Linked DNA regions of Zea mays: region 1 is linked to region 2. Evidence: chromatin contacts called from public Hi-C data. All regions are on one chromosome and are shown on one strand. Each heading gives the region's core, a stretch centred on a gene start, on an enhancer-like site or on the middle of the called end of the contact. The rest is flanking DNA. Distances are from core to core; before and after follow the strand shown.

The links. A called contact is a pair of places that touch in the nucleus more often than the background predicts.
Region 1: a contact with region 2 is called in a Hi-C map of ear, with 1.9 times the contacts expected there. The contact joins the promoter of LOC103639438 here to the promoter of LOC100281706 in region 2. A contact is called at or near these places in 4 of 25 Hi-C or Micro-C datasets (ear, leaf, root tip and 1 more).

Annotation. Positions count from the first base shown.
Region 1 is chr9:152,975,347-152,980,112 of Zm-B73-REFERENCE-NAM-5.0, reverse strand. It overlaps LOC103639438 (probable methionine--tRNA ligase), which reads right to left and starts at 3,068. Exons shown (of 17, transcript XR_004852839.1): 1 at 2,805-3,068; 2 at 2,560-2,704; 3 at 1,098-1,251; 4 at 864-1,016; 5 at 505-735; 6 at 290-433.
Region 2 is chr9:152,761,331-152,765,958 of Zm-B73-REFERENCE-NAM-5.0, reverse strand. It overlaps LOC100281706 (Heat shock 70 kDa protein 8), which reads right to left and starts at 1,534. Exons shown (of 2, transcript NM_001154626.2): 1 at 1,383-1,534; 2 at 1-446. The coding sequence starts at 445. It overlaps TRNAK-CUU (transfer RNA lysine (anticodon CUU)), which reads left to right and starts at 2,396; the gene lies at 2,396-2,468.

The sequences.
Region 1 (4,766 bases), core at 1,819-4,318, 210 kb before region 2:
AAATGATCAATTACAGAACAAAACGCATGAGGACTGGTCAACCATTCACTTTTGGATAGAATTTAGTGTTCGATATGCCATTATGTTATATATGTCGAAACCCAACCAAACTGTACTCAAAGGATGGCAATCTGTATTGAGCAATTACTTTTCATAGTTGTGAATTGTGATAAACCTTGAAGCTACAGGAACATCATGAAAGGGTAAAAGGGTCTCTTTATAGAGATCATCTCATGCCAAAACAATATCAAAGTTAGAAAAAACTGCTGCAACGGCATTGTTATTTTACCGTGTGAAACGGCACATTATCTTTGCCCATAAACTGAAACAATTCTACATTATCAGGATTCTTCCACCACTTCTCCCACTCAGGTGTATAGGATGCCGTAATAGACACGTAGCCGATAGGTGCATCAAACCAAACATAGAACACCTGAAAATAATCAAAATGAGGAAACTGGATAATTCGTTAAAGACAGAAATGTGTAATTTCTATGCTCAAACCTTGTCTTTATACTTCTCATGGGGGACAGGAACACCCCATTTAAGATCTCTGGTGATGCAGCGTGGCTTTAGCCCTTCCTTCAGCCATGCATTTGTTGCTTGAATAGCATTTTGACTCCACAAACCAGCAACTGAAGTTTCATTGATGTAGTTTACCAGCTTGTCTCTCAATAGAGGAAGCTCCAAAAATAAGTGATCCGTGTCACGAATACGTGGAGTGTTCTTACAAACCTACATGGAAAATCACAAGATAAGAAGGCAATTTATAATTACAATTCTATGATATATTATACGCTTAAATCAATTATATTGACAGAGGCAAAAATGGCAGAGCACAGTATCAAAGTATACATTCCTACCTTGCACTTTGGGTCAATAAGTTCAGTTGGATTCAACAAGGTGCTGCATGTTTCACACTGATCTCCTCTTGCTGATGCGTTGCAGACTTTGTTCGGGCATGTTCCTTCAACAAGCCTATCAGCTAAAAATTTTTGGCATGTATCGCAGTAAAGCTGCAAAGAAGGTAAAACTCATAGCAGAAACAAAAAAAACAAAGATAATTATACAAGTACAACGTCAAGAATAAGTTTTACCTGCTGCATAGTATTTTCTGTGAGCCAATTGTTTTCCATCAATTTATGGAAAATTGCATGGCAGACTTCTGTCTGCTCAGGAGAAGAGGTCCGTCCAAACTTGTCAAATTTTATGTTAAACCACTTGTAAACTTCATTGTGGATAGCATGGTACCTACATTTTACAGAAGGGAAAACTTCTTATGAAGAAAGCAATTTTTTATTATGTAATACAAGCATGTTTATGTTTACAAGAAGTGGATATAGCAACGTACAACTGGAACATTTATGTGTAAGTTACAAAACAAAGTAAATACAATGAATATCATAGAAGCCCAATTTTTAAAGATATGGGAGATATATAATTGATGAACCCCCTTGCAGCAATACAAACATTCAGCACTTCCAGGTTGAAAACACACACAACAAAATTCACATGATCGATGATCAAGTTATCAACCAGACAACCAACCTCTTCCTCTGATCCCAAATATATATTGTGCAGAACAGGGGGACAGGGGCACGGTCTTCAATGTAACGCTTTGATTTGCAATTTTTGTTAATATATACTATTTAAAACAGGGAAGATTATGTATATGAATGTATTTATTTTCCATAATGAATGTTGTAAATATATGCTAGTTTTCAATTTGATATACTAATAGTCCAAAGTTAAGAAAGACTTATTGCATGAATCCTAAAACAACCTAAATTCAGAATCAGAGGTAGTATTCCATAAATCAAACCATTCATCTACAGAAATCTAGGCATCAACTAGCTACTGCACCGCTAGTCCTGTTCGATGTGATTCAGGAGAAGTCTAATCAAAATTCAATGACAGTTTAATCAACCAAATCAGCTGATATGTGAATGTTTTATCATTCTGGCCCACGAGGACAGGTGCAGCTCATGGCTCTTAACAGATATTATGAGCACTTCAGATGTTCAGAAATTCTCTTGCCATGGAGCGTGGGCAGTTGCATGAGCTATTGAGGCTCGGGCAGGCATTCGGACCAAAGGCTGGCCTTCTATCAATATTAAACTGTCAGACGCATGCCTGAGTGCCGAAAATAAATCAGATAAATGCTTTAACAAGCCCCTAAATTTAAGCATATGTCAAATGATTGGTTCCATTAAAGGCTAGGACTGTTGCAGATAAGCTTAATGGCGTGAAATTTGTTCTCTCTTTACCAGCCCACGTAGACATATTTGCATTGTACACCCCTTTATGTCCCTGCTTTTAGCTTACTATAGTTCTCAAGTATCATAGCTGCGCATAAACATAGTTCCGTTCTACACTTCTACTGCAACCTCAGGACACTAAATCCTAAACCACACATGAGGACACTAAATCCTAAACCACCCGCTCCACCATGTTGCGCTGAACCAAAACCACAAACCAGACAGCTCGAGAGGAATTAAACCAAACCAACTTCTCAAGACAACAAGTAGGAAAGGTGATGACAGATATCGGCGCGCTTACTTATCGCAGATCTCCTTGGGCGTGCACTTCTCCTCCATGGCCTTCGTTTCGGTGGCGGTGCCATACTCGTCCGTCCCGCATATGTAGATAGCGTTGTAACCCCGGAGCCGGCAGTACCGCGCGAACACGTCTGCGCTGAGCACACCTGCGCACACGGCCATCGAATCGAATCCCCATCGGACGGGAAACAGGAAAGGGAGAGAAGAAACGGGTGAGAAAAAAATTGGGGGCAGGCGGATGCTCACAGCCGATGATGTTCCCTAGGTGCGGGACATTATTGACGTACGGAAGTGCGCTAGTGATGAGTATGTTGCGGCGGCCGGGAATCGGCAGCTTCGGCGGCGGCGGCGACGACGACGACGCCATCGGGACAGAAGGGTTTAGGGCTGGCTAACAGGATAGTTCGTTGTACGAGACTGCTAGTGGGTCACTCCGTCTCGTCTCGAGCCTAGACCGTGAAGGCTTCTGCTACGGGTCCTACTGTCAGAAATAACGCGTAAATTTGGGCTGGGAGTGCCGGGTAGATATCCGATTTTATCCCGACAAAGTTGATGTTAATCTTTACTTGTATTATCACACGTATTATTATAAATAAAATTTTAAATAAATTGTTTTATATATTATTTGCTCTCTAAAAAGATGAATAAGTATCTAAATTCGGTATCAGAATCCTGAATCTGTACCGCATTTTATACTAACATTTAAGAAAATATAAGTTGAATGTGAGATTTACATTTTATAATTTTTTCATTATAATTTTTTTAAAATATAACATTAAAAACAAGAATACAAATTTGTGTAGATGTAACGAAAAAACCGACATCCGAATAAATATCTGTTTTCGTCCATTTTTGATCTTGTTTTTTTTTCCTTAGTCCGATCAGAAACAGGTTTTTCAGGCGGTTTTTCTAAAATTTCATTTAAAATTTAACAATATTGTGAAAAAATATATAAATCAGGGGAAAATGTGGTAACAAAATTGCACGCTTTTTTGAGTGGTCTGTCATATCCTATTTTATTTTTTAAAAATTAGTCGGTATTTATGGGGGAAAACAACGTCCAGAAAGCACAATTTTTTGGTCAAGAAAACTGAAATTCGTTTTTTTAACTATACAACGAGTTTTCTGGAAAAATCGTTCTATTCTTGGGAGCTTTTCCGAGAATCTAAGTATCGTAATGATTATATACGGAGTAAGTTCACAGGGTTTAGGATCTAGGAAGTGATAGATTCTTCCTATCACGACTACTCGGTCGAGGTTCGGTTCTTGCAAACATACTCCCCGTTGAGGTGGTCACAAAGACCGGGTCGCTTTCAACCCTTTCCCTCTCTCGAACAGACACTTAGACCGAGTGAGCTTCTCTTCTCAATCAATTGGGACACTTAGTCCCCACAAGGACCACCACACAATTGGTGTCTCTTACTTTGATTATAAATGTCTTGGGAATAAGAATGGGGAATAAGAAAAGCGATCCAAGCGCAAGAGCTCAAAAGAACACTGCAAAACTCTCTCTTCTAGTCACTATTGCTTTGAGTGGAATTGAGACTTGGAGAGATTTTGATTCACTCTAATTGTGTCTTGTATTGAATACACTAACTCTTGTATTGAATGTGTTGGCTGAAAACTTGGATGATTTGAAGTGTGGTGGTTGGGGGTATTTATAGCCTCAACCATCAAAGTGGTCGTTGGGGAAAGCTGTTGTCGAAGGGCGCATCGGACAGTCCGGTGCGCCAACCACGTCACCCAACCGTTAGGGTTCGACCGTTGGAGCTCTGACAAGTGGGGCCACCGGACAGTCCGATGGTGCACCGGACAGGTCATGTTCACTGTCCGGTGCGCCTTCCGGCGCCTGCTCTGACTCTGCGCGCTATCGTGCACTGTTCACTGTTCCTGTAGCTTTTGCAGACGACCGTTGGCGCAGTTAGCCATTGCTCCGCTTGGCACACCGGACAGTCCGGTGCTACACCGGACAGTCCGGTGCTACACCGGACAGTCCGGTGAATTATAGCGGAGAGGCTCCCCAAAAACTCGAAGCTAGCAAGTTGGAGTTGATCCACCTGGTGCACCGGACACATTCCGGTGCGCTAGACCAGGGCTGCCTTCGATTGGTTTTGCTCCTTTCTATTTGAACCCTTTCTTGGACTTTTTATTAGTTTGTGTTGAACCTTTGACACCTGTAGAACTTATATTCTAGAGCAAACTAGTTAG
Region 2 (4,628 bases), core at 285-2,784:
CCTCCTCCGGAGTTGTAGATCGCCACATGTTGTTCACGAGCGCTGCAATGAATGGTCTCACACCGATACCCAATGTCTGCACAAGAAATGGGAGAGTCTTACTAGCTTGAACCACTTCATCAGTGTCCATTCTTCCTATCAGGCGTTTCATGTTGAATATGGCACTTCCTGACAAGATGTCTCTTTCCTCGTGTGCATTTTCCTTGGCTGCACCTCCAGTAACTCCTGCTGAAAGAGTATCATCTTTGAACATGACATATGACCTCATCCCTTTCTGATTACGGGTATTCTTTAAGAGCTCAACTTGGTGGCCATTCCAAATAGCAACACTGCATTTGGAAGTCCCAATGTCAATGCCAACAGCAACATCAGGGAATGAAGCCTGTGATTTGTCTTCCCCGGTGGTTTCACTATCCGATGCCACGGTATAGAATTGTTCAGCCATCCTACAAACAATATTGCATCAGATATACATTGCTGGTATACAATTCGTTTTTAGGAACAAAGAAGCTCAAGACAGGAAAATTGTAGATCGAGCTATTATGAATATATATATGGAAGAAGTGTGAACAGGTTAACAAACAGCATGGAAAGAAGCCCTATGTGGCACACACCCTGGTTAACACAGATGAGACATGGCAGAAAGTATCGAGTAAGTAACATCTTGGCATACAGCTGACTAGCCGAGTGCTACAGTACCAAACCTCAGGTTTAGCGTTCTACTGCCCGGCTACAATCACAAAGCTTCCATGGTACACCACTGAGCCCAGCCAGGTTAATCGACTTGCATAATAAGTCAATTTAAACTAGTAATAGATCTTGCATTATATATTCAGATGACACAACCCTGACATACTGCGCCCCATTCCCCAACTAAATTCCTAAACGTGCCGAATAAACCACATATATACACCGAATTCGAAACAAGAAGGAAGCGAGGATTAGGAAACCAAGGCGAGAAATTCCCTTGACCATTCGCATAGTCTCTGCAGTGCACATAGTCTCTGAAACTATGTGCTTCGTTCAGTTCCCCTTCCCCATTTCCTCGTTCCATCTTCAGTGCAAAACTAAGGTGATCCACTAACAAAAAAACACCAACATCCACATTTGTTCCATGTTCAGTGCAAAACTAAGGTGATCCGCTAACCAAAAAAACACCAATATCCACATCAAATGATCGCATAATGTATATCGCCGGTGGAACTGTAACACAGACGCGCAATGGTTGGCTAGCAAGAAAAAAATGTGGCGTCGAATGTGGACACGCAGCACCAAGTAACATGGAATGGCAAGGTTCATAGCATTGCTCCGACGTCCGACTAACGAAACCACAGTTCGAAGTAATGAGGCGCAGGAGACTCAGGCGATTAGTCATTACTTACCTGGCCAAGCGACGGCGACGGGAAGGGGAACCTCCGGGCGGTGCTCTGTGACGCTTCTTCGGAGAGGTGATGAACAACAATTGCGGTGCGCGTGCGATCCGATGGGGCGTGGGGAGAAGGGGGTGGAAGGAGGTAGAAGAAGGGTGGAAAGACGAGTATCGGGGCGCATCTTCTGGAGACGACGAGAGACCGCGGGCAGGCACGCGGCGTGCGCTCGCCGACAGGCGGAGCCGCTGAGTCCGAGGTCGCTCGGTTCCTGCTAGAAGAGTCGGGAAGCCGCGGGACGTAAGGATGGCAACGGGTAAAATATCCGCGGATAGTGTCTCTGGATATCCATATCCACGACTTATATCCGAACCCGTACCCGTTACCCGCTATGGATAACAAACAGTATCCACATCCGTTACCCGCAGGTAACGGATATCCACGGATATATCCGTTTGTCCACTACACATACAAAATATTTAAATCCAGCAAATTCAAACATGATATCATATTTGTCCAGCAAATTTAAATATGATAAAAACATAAATCCATACAGAATTTGTCCAGCAAATTCAAACATGATATCATATTTGTCCAGCAAATATAAAATTGTCTACGGATATCAAGTGCTACCCATATTTGGGACGGGAGTACAAGATATTTTAACGGATATTCGGGTATTTGGGTATGGATATTGATTTTTCTTATCCGTTTTAAAAATATCCACGGATATCAAGTGCTAACCGTATCCGTATCCATGGGTACAGACTCGTACCCAAAACCGTGCCCAATGGATTTTTTATCCGCGGGTACGCGGATAAATGACATCCATTGCCATCCCTAGCGGGACCATAGCTGGGGCACCTGGCCTAGTCGCCGCGTAGCCCGATTTTTTTTTTACATTTTAGCCCTTCCTCGAAAAAAATCATGTTTAAACCCTAGAAAATTTTAATATCATTTTTGGATCCTAACGTGGCACCGAGTTCGGCGCCATAGATCTTGGCGCCGAGCTCGGCTATGTACACAAAGCCTGTCTAGCTTAGTTGGTAGAGCGCAAGGCTCTTAACCTTGTGGTCGTGGGTTTGAGCCCCACGGTGGGCGTTTAATATTTTTTTGTCTTTGTCACTTATTTGTTTTTTGTTGTCCAGATTTTTTGTTTATGTCGCTAATTTGTCCGTCCAAATTTATTTCTCATCTAGATTTTTTTGTTTTTGTGACTGATTTGTTTATTCGTCCATACATTTTTTTGTTTATCCGGCGAGCACAGCGGTTGTGTGCCACAGTGGCCGCGAGACAAGACGGTGGGCGTTTAATATTTTTTTGTCTTTGTCACTTATTTGTTTTTTGTTGTCCAGATTTTTTGTTTATGTCGCTAATTTGTCCGTCCAAATTTATTTCTCATCCAGTTTTTTTTGTTTTTGTGACTGATTTGTTTATTCGTCCATATATTTTTTTGTTTATCCGGCGAGCACAGCGGTTGTGTGCCACAGTGGCCGCGAGACAAGTATATAATGGAGTATACTTTTATTTAGTACAGAGGAAAAAGATTAATATGTGTGCTTCTTTTTATATGGTCATAATTGAAATAAGAGTGTTGTCATTTGATTTTTATTGTGGTTAGCTGAGCAAACAAGGGGGAAGTTGACGGGTTGCGGCCATTGTGGCACACAGCCGATGTGCTCGCCGGATAAACAAAAAAATCTAGACGAATAAACAAATCAGTCACAAAAACAAAAAAAATCTGGATGAGAAATAAATCTGGACGGACAAATCAGCGACATAAACGAAAAATCTGGAAAAATAAACAAATCAGTGACAAAGACAAAAAAATATTAAATGCCCACCGTGGGGCTCAAACCCACAACCATAAGCTTAAGAGCCTTGCACTCTACCGACTGAGCTAGACGGGTTTTGTGCACACAACTGAGCTCGGCGCCAAGATCTATGACGCCGAGCTCGGTGCCACATCAGTGTCACGACGTCCGTTCGTGCCAGCGCAGCACGTACCTCGGCGCCATAGCCTATGGCGTCGAGCTGTGTTACCTCGGTGTCATAGGCTATGACGCCGAGCAAAGGATCCAAAAATGACATTAAAATTTTCTAGCGTCTAAACGTGATCTTTTTCCGAAAAGGGTTAAAATGCAAAAAAAACGGCCGCGTAGCCGCCTGGCATGGGCCCTTGCTAGTTGCTGCACATGAAATCTCTAGTGAGATCTCGGCTGTCTGAACCTGTGCCGTGTCGCAGATCTTCCTTTGCTAGTACTGGTGGAGGCCTGGTACGTACATAGGCTCCCAACCATTGGAGACGGAGGCCTACTAAGGGAGTGATATACGGATTTGGGCTTCCCATTGAGTTGCGCTCGGTACTTATCTACGTGATTGGTTGCCTGGTCAACTAATGCATGGCGCGCGCGTGTATGGTTTGTCCAAACTAGGGATGGCAATGGGTCGGGTTCGGATCGGGTATGGTAAATATCCGCCCGCGACAATACCCGCGGGTATTACTCATACCCGCCCGCGACTATACCCGCGAGTAGGAATTTGTACCCGTGCCCGTACCCATCGGGTATCGGGCGGGTATCGGATACCCACGGGTATAATCACAAAACAATATATCTGTACTGTTACAGAAGGTTGACAAAACAATATATGAGTACATTAGCGTTTACACTTGAACCAAACAATATATGAGTACTGTTACAAAACAATAAATGAGTACTGTTACCAAACTTCAAAGTATTCAAATATTTAATTCAACAAAACAGCAAAGCTGCAAAGGTCTCTTAACAAAACAGTAAAGGTCTCTTAACAAAACAACAGTGCTTGAACAGCAAGTCAGCAACACATGTGCGCCAGTGCGGCAGCACCCAGCAGTGCTTGGACAGCAACACGCCAACACCAGTGCGTTGTGCGCCAGGCCGCCAGCAGTGCTGCTGCTGCTGCTTGCAGCTTGCTGGCTGCTGCACAGATTTGGAGTTTGGACAGCAACGCTGCTGCTCCTTGCAGCTTGCTGCACGCCTGCACAAAGATCAAAGACTGTAGCACAGTGCACAGCCAAGACAAAATAATTATTTAGTTAATCAAAGCAAAGAAAATACTTCAAAATTATAAGTATTTACCTTTGTTGAACATCAAGTCATCAACCTATGGAGCATTCAACATATCAACAATTTGGTTCATCCTAACAAATAATGAAATGTACAAGTAAATATAAGTATTCAGTCAATGAAAGCAAAGAAAATAAATGTTAACAAAACCACT